3 separate regions of the Mus musculus genome follow, and regions 2 and 3 are each linked to region 1. A link is a contact called in public HiChIP or PLAC-seq and promoter capture Hi-C data. All regions are on one chromosome and are shown on one strand. The core of a region is the stretch at or near the end of the contact, and the rest is flanking DNA. Distances in the headings are between cores, read along the strand shown. Region 1 holds the start of Stx18 (syntaxin 18). Region 2 overlaps Gm40286 (a long non-coding RNA gene). Region 3 holds the start of Slc2a9 (solute carrier family 2 (facilitated glucose transporter), member 9).

What was found. Promoter capture Hi-C pulls out the DNA fragments that hold promoters and counts their contacts. HiChIP or PLAC-seq counts read pairs in DNA pulled down with a chosen protein or histone mark.
Region 2: a promoter capture Hi-C map of trophoblast stem cells shows a contact between it and region 1, with 2.8 times the contacts expected there. The contact joins the enhancer-like site here to the promoter of Stx18 in region 1. A contact is called at or near these places in 9 of 39 promoter capture datasets (the 3T3-L1 cell line, cranial neural crest, embryonic stem cells and 5 more), 1 of 115 datasets of contacts at active chromatin or transcription factors (embryonic stem cells) and 1 of 9 other capture datasets (embryonic stem cells).
Region 3: a FOXA1 HiChIP or PLAC-seq map of pancreatic cancer cells shows a contact between it and region 1. The contact joins the promoter of Slc2a9 here to the promoter of Stx18 in region 1. A contact is called at or near these places in 1 of 39 promoter capture datasets (liver), 1 of 115 datasets of contacts at active chromatin or transcription factors (pancreatic cancer cells) and 3 of 9 other capture datasets (adipose tissue, macrophages and pancreatic islet).

What each region holds. Positions count from the first base shown.
Region 1 is chr5:38,037,811-38,041,103 of GRCm38.p6, forward strand. It overlaps Stx18 (syntaxin 18), which reads left to right and starts at 1,420. Exons shown (of 11, transcript NM_026959.3): 1 at 1,420-1,689. The coding sequence starts at 1,522.
Region 2 is chr5:37,767,281-37,770,366 of GRCm38.p6, forward strand. The region is part of intron 2 of Gm40286 (a long non-coding RNA gene); the gene reads right to left. Among named protein-coding and RNA genes, the nearest start is that of Gm40286, 5.3 kb to the right of the region's middle. Within about 2 kb of position 1,656, at least 35 of the 459 cell types and tissues checked have an H3K27ac peak or open chromatin away from gene starts, as enhancers often do. A contact at or near this core is called in trophoblast stem cells, where this site is marked.
Region 3 is chr5:38,478,998-38,482,142 of GRCm38.p6, forward strand. Slc2a9 (solute carrier family 2 (facilitated glucose transporter), member 9) reads right to left here and starts at 1,309. Exons shown (of 12, transcript NM_001102414.1): 1 at 1,042-1,309. The coding sequence starts at 1,134.

The sequences.
Region 1 (3,293 bases), core at 170-2,669:
CTTCCTTTTATAAGGAAAACAAAACCCAGAGAAATTGATATTGAACTAAAACTAAACCATGGGGGTCACACTCCTGGACAAGAAACTACAGGCAACTATGGCTGCTGAGAGAGGGAAGTTAGCCTATCCCATGGAAGAACCCTCTAATTGGTTGTCCAATACAACGTGATTATCCCTGAAGCCATAGACACATACACAATAACAACAGTTTCAGCAGATTGTGCTGGCATATCCATGGATACTTACACATATATGCAACAATAATAATTAAAGAAGAAGAAGCTATCAACTTGAGATTGAGTTGGGAGACATGGAAGAAATTGGAGGGAGAGGACTTGAGGAGGCTGGAGGGAGAAAAGGGAAGGAGAGAAAGTGGCATAATTGTATTTTTAATGAAAGGTGCACACAAAAATAAAATGAACCATGAACCAAGTGCTCAGAAAAATTTTACTAGCTGACTTTAGTCAAATTACGTAACTCTGTTCTCCATTTCATTCTTTCTCTTTGATAACTATGATTCAAGAGAGCGCTTTTCAAAAGTGCTTATTGAGGAGGAACCTAACATGATATCATGAAGTTCAGAATGCTTCACTTTCGTCTGGCTCTGATAAGTTCCTGCTCTCCACATCCCCGCTCAGGGATCTCTGCTCTAAGCCTCTTCTACATTATAAGTAAGAAGACTGAGGGCATGGTGGCGCGTGCCTTTAATCCCAGCACTTGGGAGGCAGGGGAAGGCGGATTTCTGAGTTTGAGGCCAGCCTGGTATACTGAGTGAGCTCCAGGACAGTCAAGGCTACACAGAGAAACCCTGTCTCGAAAAACAAAACAAAACAAAACAAAACAAAACAAAACGACTGAGGACAACCATATTATCAACAACGGCAACATCTACTAGCTGTATACTAAGAGTTAAACAGCACGAGGACGTTTTATACACACATTCTGTTTAATTCTCTGTGCATTCCAAGAAAGGCGCTGGCTTCACTTTACCGAACTGGCTGAAGGTTGAAGAAAAAAGGTCTCTGGCCCCTACCTCTGTACACGTACCCTTTCCTAGCTCCTGCAACTCAGATGGTCATAGTTCATTGTTACTCAAGGCGATCCCTTGATGACAAAAGTCAAAAGTGTGATACTCCCCACCTGTCAACCAAACCGCCCGCCCGTCTCCTAAAGAATCATAAGGGGAGCGATCTTTCTAGCTTCCCGATGCTTTCGTTCCTGAAGTCCAGACTGGGAAATCTCCGAGCGTCTGATCCCGCTGAGTTTTGCAGAGAGGAGAAAGGGGTGCCGATGCACTGCGGGTAGCTGTCTGGAACGGAGAATTCCGGCTCTGGGTTAAAGCCGGAACCTTTCTCCACTCTCCGCGTTACACGGGCGGAGTGCGGAACCTTTCTTCTATGCTCACAGTTCCCAGGCGGAGGAGTGCGAAATCGGAACGTCCCTCAGCAACCGAGTTCTTGCCGGGGTCGCTAGCTGCTGACGTGTGCCTGGCCGGCTTCAGGCCCTGGGTTGCGGGTCGCTATGGCGGTGGACATCACACTGCTCTTCCGGGCTAGCGTCAAGACAGTGAAGACGCGGAATAAGGCTCTGGGAGTGGCCGTGGGTGGCGGGGCCGATGGCAGCCGGGACGAGCTGTTCCGCAGAAGCCCTCGGCCCAAGGGAGACTTCTCCAGCCGGGCCCGTGAAGTGGTAAGCTGGTTGCTATGGGAACGGCGGGCGGGAGCTAGGGGCGCATACGCTCCGCGGCCCCTGGACCCCAAACTGGGCCTATCTCTTTAGCTCTCGGTGAAGACAGGGAGTCTCTAGCAAGACAGAGAGTCTGTCTCACCGACCTAACAGCTGGCTCAGGGTGGCGACAGGTTTATTCTCACGAAGGGACGCATATCTGGGCACTGAAGGAAGTAAGTTAGAGGTGCTTGGATATCCTTGAAATCAGGTTATAACCTTCTGAGGCAGTGAGTTCGCCAAGAGTTCCCACAGTCTGACACTTCCTGTCGCAAAGCTCACCACTATCTCCCCTCGCCCTTCCACGAATCTGTTTGGACCTCCTCTTGCTCGTAGGGTTTAATAAAATCCACGCTCAGCTGAACGCTCCTTGATCCTTGCCTCCAGGCATAGGTAGGACTCAGTACCTCCTGAGATTGGTTTAGGACATCACCAGTGTAGGGTAAAAGCTTTTCCCTTCAGAGCGGCAACACTTAAGCAACACTAGTGTTGTAACTGTCCTCTAAACTGCTTCCTGTTCTCTGGACACAACCGGCTTCTGTGTCCCCAACATAGAAATCTTTTCCATAAGGGTAGGAACATGTTGACAGTATTTCTGTATGTGCTACTGACAATATTGCTTAGTAAGTATTCTTTGAATGAATGAATGGTTGAACGAATGAACAATTATTGATTCCACTAAACAGGAAAAAAAAAGATTGTTTGCATTATATCCCTTTGTGTCTATGACACTAGGGTAAATGTTATTTTTGGAGTACCAGGGGGTCATATACAGTCTGCCTGTCTTTTTAAAGACACACACACACACACACACACAATGGCCCAAAGCATTGAAAGGTACAAATCTGGGGGATCTAAACTTTAAGTTTCATTGGTTTTCCAGTAAACTCACCTCTGCTTGGCACATAATCCATTGCTTGATATTTCTCTTTTTGAGGCAGGGTCTTTCCATGTAGACAAGGCTGGCCTTGATCTTACAGAAAGGTGACTGCTTCTGTCTCCCAAGTGCTGAGATTGAAGGCATGGGCCCTCAGACTAGATAATACTCAAATATTACACACACACACACACACACATATATATATGCACAAGTCAATGAATGGCTGTTTACAGATAATGTTGAAGCACAGGAGGTTGTATGAACCAGATAAATGCCCCTCCCTCCAACAGTAAACATCTACCTAGTACTTACTTTCTGACCAGCACTGTTTTAGAGTAATAGGGTTCCACTGTTGAGTTATAGTTACAGTGGTGGAGGAGATGCAAATATAAACAAACGCCCTGCCGTGAGCCGTGCTGGTGTTCTGTAGGGCACAAGGGAAACAGTGGTTAATCCCACCTGGGAGAAAGGCTTCATGGGACAATGATGTCAGAAACCCATTCTAAAAGAACAGTAGTTGGTTTCATTGCCAAGAAGGCTAGGAAGGGCATCACGTGCTGGCCGTGCTCCTGGGTGGCCACACAGTCAGGAGGACATGGACAGTGCAGTTAGACTTGATGGACTTTTAAAAAATGGGTGTGTGGTGGGGAGATGGGGACATGAAGGTAGGGGGGTATAGAGGTGAGAG
Region 2 (3,086 bases), core at 406-2,905, 270 kb before region 1:
CAAGAAAATGGAAAAGCAGACTCTGACACATGATCTCTTTGTGCAAGCGGGTGTGCTTGGGAATGAAAAAGAAGAGGCTCTTGATGAACACTCCAGCATAGATGACAATCACAGTAATTACGCTGAGGGAAGGAAGCCAGGCATAAATGAATGCATTCCATATGACTCCAGTTACACAAAGTTCCCTAAGATGCAACATGATCTGCAATGACAGAAAGTCGATCCGTGGTTGTCTAGAGATGGAAAGGAACTGGGAGGAGAGGGAAGAGCAGAGTGGGGAATCTCATAAAGTTGATCTCATCAAAGTTGAGACTGGAATTAGCAGAGTCTGGGAACAGCGGAAGGAAGAAGGATGGAGAAGTTGGTCAGTGGGTACCATGCCACAGTTAGGAGAAAAATGTTCTGATGTTATAGTATACAGCAAGGTGACTAAAGAAAAAGACCACATGATTTATATTTCCAAAAGGCTAGAACAAAGTATTTTTAATTTACTTCAACCACAAAGAAGTGGTAAATGTTTGAGAATATAAACAAAGGTCTAAGTGTGCAGATGTGCTTGCCCTGACTTGATAATTACATGTATGTGGCTATATTAAATATCACACAGGGGCTGGAGAGATGGCTCCATGGTTAACAGTGCTGGCTATCCTTGCAGAAGACGCAGGTTCAGTTCCCAGGATGCCCTGCTTTGGCTCACAGCCATCTGTAAATCCAATTCCAGAGAACCTAACACCGTCTTCAAGCCTCTGCATTTCATGCGCATAGTGTGGATGTACACAAGGAAGCAAAACACTCATCATAAAATAAACTAAATCTGCATTTTTTGAAGAAGTAAATAAATACTTTTTAAACCATCATATGATAGTAAAATAAATACTTTAAGTACTGTTTAGAATATGCAGAAGAAGCTGACCAGCTTGCTCACTGCCCCGATTGTGATCATTGGCCAAGTTGATGCGTTATGTAACCACTTGACAGTGTGGCCTTGCTTTCTTCCACTCAAATGGATGTGTCCATTGATGCTGACAAACTGAGGAAATGCTCTTCTCCTGGAGCCAGGTTTCTTGCAGAAAAAATAGCTGGATAAGAAGACAGAGTGGGGAATCTTGAAGGGTCACCACAGGAGCTGGTAACGATTCTAGAGGCCAGGGGAAGATGCAAGAGACAACATGGAGACAGGAAATAGGTCGTTGAAGGATGGATATATATGAAATTCATGCCACACTCAACACCAGCCAACTAGCCTTGAAGGGATGAGCCTTCTGCCCCAACCTCTGGATTTCTATAGCTGCCTGTGCACACCTCCACCCCATATGCTTTAACCAGTTTCTGTAAGTGTTGCAGACTTGCTAAAGGCCTGAGGTCCCCTCTGCCTGTTTCCTTCCCCTGGAATGTGGAAGGGGCTGAGCTCTGAGCTATGTTATGGAAGTTATGGAAGAAGGAAGATACAGGAGGATACAGGAATGGTAGGGGAAGATGCAGTTCCAGGGGTGGTGTGAGGCTTCCTCTAGGAACTAGGCTTTCAGATTCGAGCTGTCTCTCACCTGCTGGGGAGGCACCATCAGATAAGATCAATGAGGCTTATAGACTAGGAAATCCCTTACTTTTCTCCACCCTTCCGTTTCTCTGGGGCTTTGTGCCTTTCCGAGAAACAGCATCATATACTCCTCTTCAGGGGGAAGCACAAACACAGTAAATAAACAGTACAGTCCAAGCGAGCTCCTCCTCCCTGCCAATTAGCTGCAGAGAAGCAGGATTTTTTTTTTCCTGGGGGCTGGGGAAGAGATCCTGGCCCCAGTGGCCTCCTAGATTCCTGGGGAGAATGGCTCCAGATTTAGGGAACAGCCCCAGGGGTGTGACTGAGGGAGTCTGGGGGAGAACTGGCCAAATAATCAGGGCATTCACTCGGGGGCTTTGTTTGCTGTTTCAGTGCAAATTAGCAATTAGCAGTGCCTGGCATTGGGCCACCTCCCTTCCAAGGCCAACTGGCAGCACGTGTCGTTTTGTTCTTGGCTGGAGACCCACAGACTGGGTGGCAAGAAATAGGCTCTGTGGAGCCAGGACCAAAAGCATTATGGTCCTTTTTACCTAGCAGTCTGCCCCCACTCGGAGGCATCATGCCCAAGAGATCACCCCAACCGACTGCCTTCATTGTGGACAGAGGATGCACTGTGGAGGGAACTTCTGATCTATAGGGGCCTTCACAGAGGAACCGGAACAAAAGAAAATGCTATGCACAGGCCCTACTACCTTTGAAGGGATGGAGCCAAAACCAAACTCTCCTGCCTCAGAATTCTCATAACCAGAGATACTCATACTGGAGCTGCCTGTGAGCCCTGGAGGACTTCAGATACACAAATTACTTCCTATCATTTGCATTTCTAATGACTTCCTGGGGGTGGGAAACACTGATGCAGTGAACCAACCACACTTAGGTGCCCTGAAACATTCCTCATAGCCAGCGCTGGGGAAGTGAAGAAAGGCAAGTTCTTGGGTCCCGCTAGTTGACTAAGCTTGCCACACTGGTGGGGTCCAGGACAGTGAGAGAACCTGTCTCAAAAAAAAAAAAAAAAAAAAAAAAAACAGCATCCTGAGAAACGATACCTGAGGTTGACTTCTGACCTCTGCATCTACAGACAGGTTTACAAACATAAATACATGCATATCCTCAGGCACATAATGGTAGGACTTCACAAAACCAGGGGGGTGGGGTGGGGGATTGAGTTCTAGGATGAGTCAGCAGATCAGCATGGGGAAAACAAGAGAACCAAGGATCCCAGCGAATCTCTAGACACCAAATAAGACAAAGGAACATGTGTCTTTTGAAATAATGCACTAACTCCTTGTGGAGAGCAGGAGGCACAGAATTAAGCAAACTGAAAGGTCCATTGCTGGTTTCCTGAGAATCCATGAAAAAGAATTGGCCTTACAAACGATGGGGACACGGTCCAGGAACCGTAGCTCTTCCTTCAAGGGGCAACCTGCTCAAGACTGATGAAACTCCAGCCTCCAAGGGTTAGAATAGGTTTGAACTTCAAACCTTTGCTTTTGCTGGGGACAGCCCTGAAGCTAGTAGACACAGCAAA
Region 3 (3,145 bases), core at 59-2,558, 440 kb after region 1:
TGTTTATCTCTGATTCAACTTTGGATCCTAACACTGCAGCTTCTACAGTGTGTAAGCTTTGACCAGTAACATGGCCACTCCTTGATCAGCTTCCTCATCTTTAAGATGAGGGTGGTAATAGAATCCACACCATAAGGGGTTTGCAGGAGAAGAAGAGGGCCGGGCACTGCATGTGTGCCCTGTCAGGTTCCAGGGGGTGGGGCTTATCCTGAGGGCTGGGACTAGGTTGCTTGTCTCCTGTGTCTGGTGCCAAGCCTGCTGCCGAGGCAGTGTGCAGTTCCTGCGTGCTGGGGGCATGGTGGAACTGCCTAGTGCCAGCTATCTTAAGCCTCTTTTCTAGACCCTGCCACCTCCCCATGGCTCTCAACTCTCATCTTAATTAAGGGTGGACTACTCCCATCAGATCTGGAAGGGTCCTGCTCGGCAAGGGAGAATGGCATATAGAAGCTGTCTCCTGCCTCAGCCCCTCTTCTGGGGCGGGGGGGGGGGGGAGGGGTTTCCTTGCTTCTCTGTCTCTCTGTCTCTGTCTCTCTGTCTGTCTCTGTCTGTCTGTCTCTCTCTCTCTGTCTCTCTCTCTCTCTGTCTCTCTGTCTCTCTCTCTCTCTCTCTCTCTCTCTCTCTCTCTCTCACACACACACACACACACACACACACACACACACACACACTTCTTCCCACTGGACACAGATAAGAGGAGGAGTCTATGATCAAGAGTATTACTGTTTGCCTGCCCTAGGAAAGAAAAGGCAGTCAGCTCTGAGCAAGCATGAGAGAGCTGTCCACCAGAGCCTCATTCTCAGTGCCCTGATGGGATGGCAGAGGTGGTAGAGAGTGAAGGCTAAGGAGAGAGAGAGAGAGAGAGAGAGAGAGAGAGAGAGAGAGAGAGAGAGAGAGAGAGAGAGAGAGTTCAAACTCCAAACTCCAGCGTTCCCGCTCCAGGTGGTATGCTCCACAGCTGCCAGACAGGGGCTGAGCTCTGTCTGGTAGTAGCAGCTACCCAGGCCTGCACCCCCCACAGGACAGAAGCCGGTCTGTGTTTACCTTTGTCCTCCTCTGCTGGTGACCCACAGAGAGCTCCCCAGGGCCACCGGTGTCACACATCAGGGAAGCTAAAGCAAGCTCCCTGGAATCCATCTTTTTTCTTCCTGGCTCCAGGACCCTGGACTTGCCAGGGCATCTCTGCAGCGAGGAGGCAGAGTCCACAGGAAGGAGGGCAGAGCAGGAAGCGTGGCTCTGTGATCATGCCTGAACAGGAAGCGAGCGACATTGCTCCCCTGCTCCCAAGCAACTGAGACAGCTTCGCTCCCCGGAGTCACGCCCAAGTCATGGTTTTTTTTTGGTTTCGTTTTGTTTTGTTTGGCTCCCCTCCCCCCCCCCCTCCATTTATGATTCTCTCTAACAAGGCCAGAGCTCTGGATGGGGCAGCTGGCACAAACCCAGAGAAACCTCCTAAGAATCAAGGCCAAAGGTTGTTGGCTTTCTCCTTAGAAGCTGGATGGGTTCCAGCACTGACTCCTCCTCTTATCTGTGTCCACGGGCAAGTCTTGGCCGTGCTCTGAGCTTCCATTCTGTCGGGGCAAAATGAAATATTGATCTTTCTCTAATTGTCCTGCAGAGTCAGTTCTGCTGCTCAAAGAGCAAATGGGCAGAGCAGCGTGCAGCGATGTCGGTGGCCCTCTCTGCAGGTCCTAACTGGCTCAATAAAAGCGTAACGCGTAACGAGACAACGACCTTGTATGCCCCAGGACAGCCTGAGAATTAATTTACTCTGTGGTCAGTTTGCTTCAATGTCAGTCAGAGAAGTATTTTCAGTGAGCCATGGTCAAGGCAGGCTACGTAAATTATGTGTTCTGATAGGGTGGGAGGGGACAGAAGCAGGCTTGGTCAATGAGGAATGTGTAGGGAGTGAGGGGCAGTGTTCAAGTCCCCACACAAGACTCTGAGAAGCTGTGTCTGGAAAGGACATGTGGAGATAAAGAAGGTGAGAAAGGAAACTTCTGGGGACATGATTGTCACATGCACGTGAAGGCATCCAGCCCAGATGAGACAATGCTGTCCATGGTAATGGAAGGAGACAATGCTGTCCAGGGTAAGCAGGGACCACCCTGGGCGAGAAAGACCAGCCTCGGTTCAATGCCAGGGATTCACAGAGCCCAGGTAACTGCTCAGCCTGACATTCCTCACCCTGGGACACCTTCTGCAGGCACAGATAGCCAGATAGCTGATGCTGGTGACAGGGAAAAAAAAAGCCTACATGGCTGGGGCCTAAGGTGCAGGAGGGATCTGCAGAAGAGAAGTTGGGGATAGCCGCATTCCTTCACACCAAGGACTTCACAGTCATGGTCTCCTTTCTCCCTCACCTGCTCCCCAGCTTCCCTCTGTGCTGTTTTCTTTTCCACTGCAACAGTTCTCATCAGCTAGTAAAAGCTTGCTGAGATGCATCAGGTGACCCCTATCCGACTTAAAACTTCCCGGGTTCACCCTGGACAAGTTCAAGAGCACCAGGATACAGGTGGTTAACACACACGTGCAAGAACAGCTGGGCACTCTGTCAGGGAGGGTGCCAAGGCCCTGTGTCACCCTGTGGCTGTCTTGGGGAACCAACTTGTTTTCTACCCCACCCTTATCTTTCTTATTGTTGAGGACAGGATCCCTGAAGGTCAGATGTCCCTCTTCAGACGGACTATCGTAAATCAAATCTTAGAGGGCTGCCCGGGTGAACGAGAGATGATGACCTCTGTCTCTGCCTCTCTCTCTGTCTCTCTCTCTTACACACACACACACACCCCACATGCACACATGCATGCATGAGCACACACACACAATGATAGTTGATAGTTACCGTGGTTAATAACAGAAAAGAACTATAGGAGGAAGAAATAGGGCTCAAATTTCTTGAAACCCCGGAAAGACTCATGGATATCCCTTGAGTTGCTAGTTTCTCCACTTCTATTCTTTGCCAGGAACAGATTGACCAAGAGAACTGAATCGGGGCATAGGTGTCCACGTAGAGGTTGCAGTGGGCTTACTTTGGCTGTAAGCCAAGGCGGGAGGGGATCTTCTCGGCTGCTAAGTGTTAGGTTTGAGCCAAGCAGACTTGGTGTTCCCACCATTTTACAGACACTAGCAGGCATCCCACAGTCAG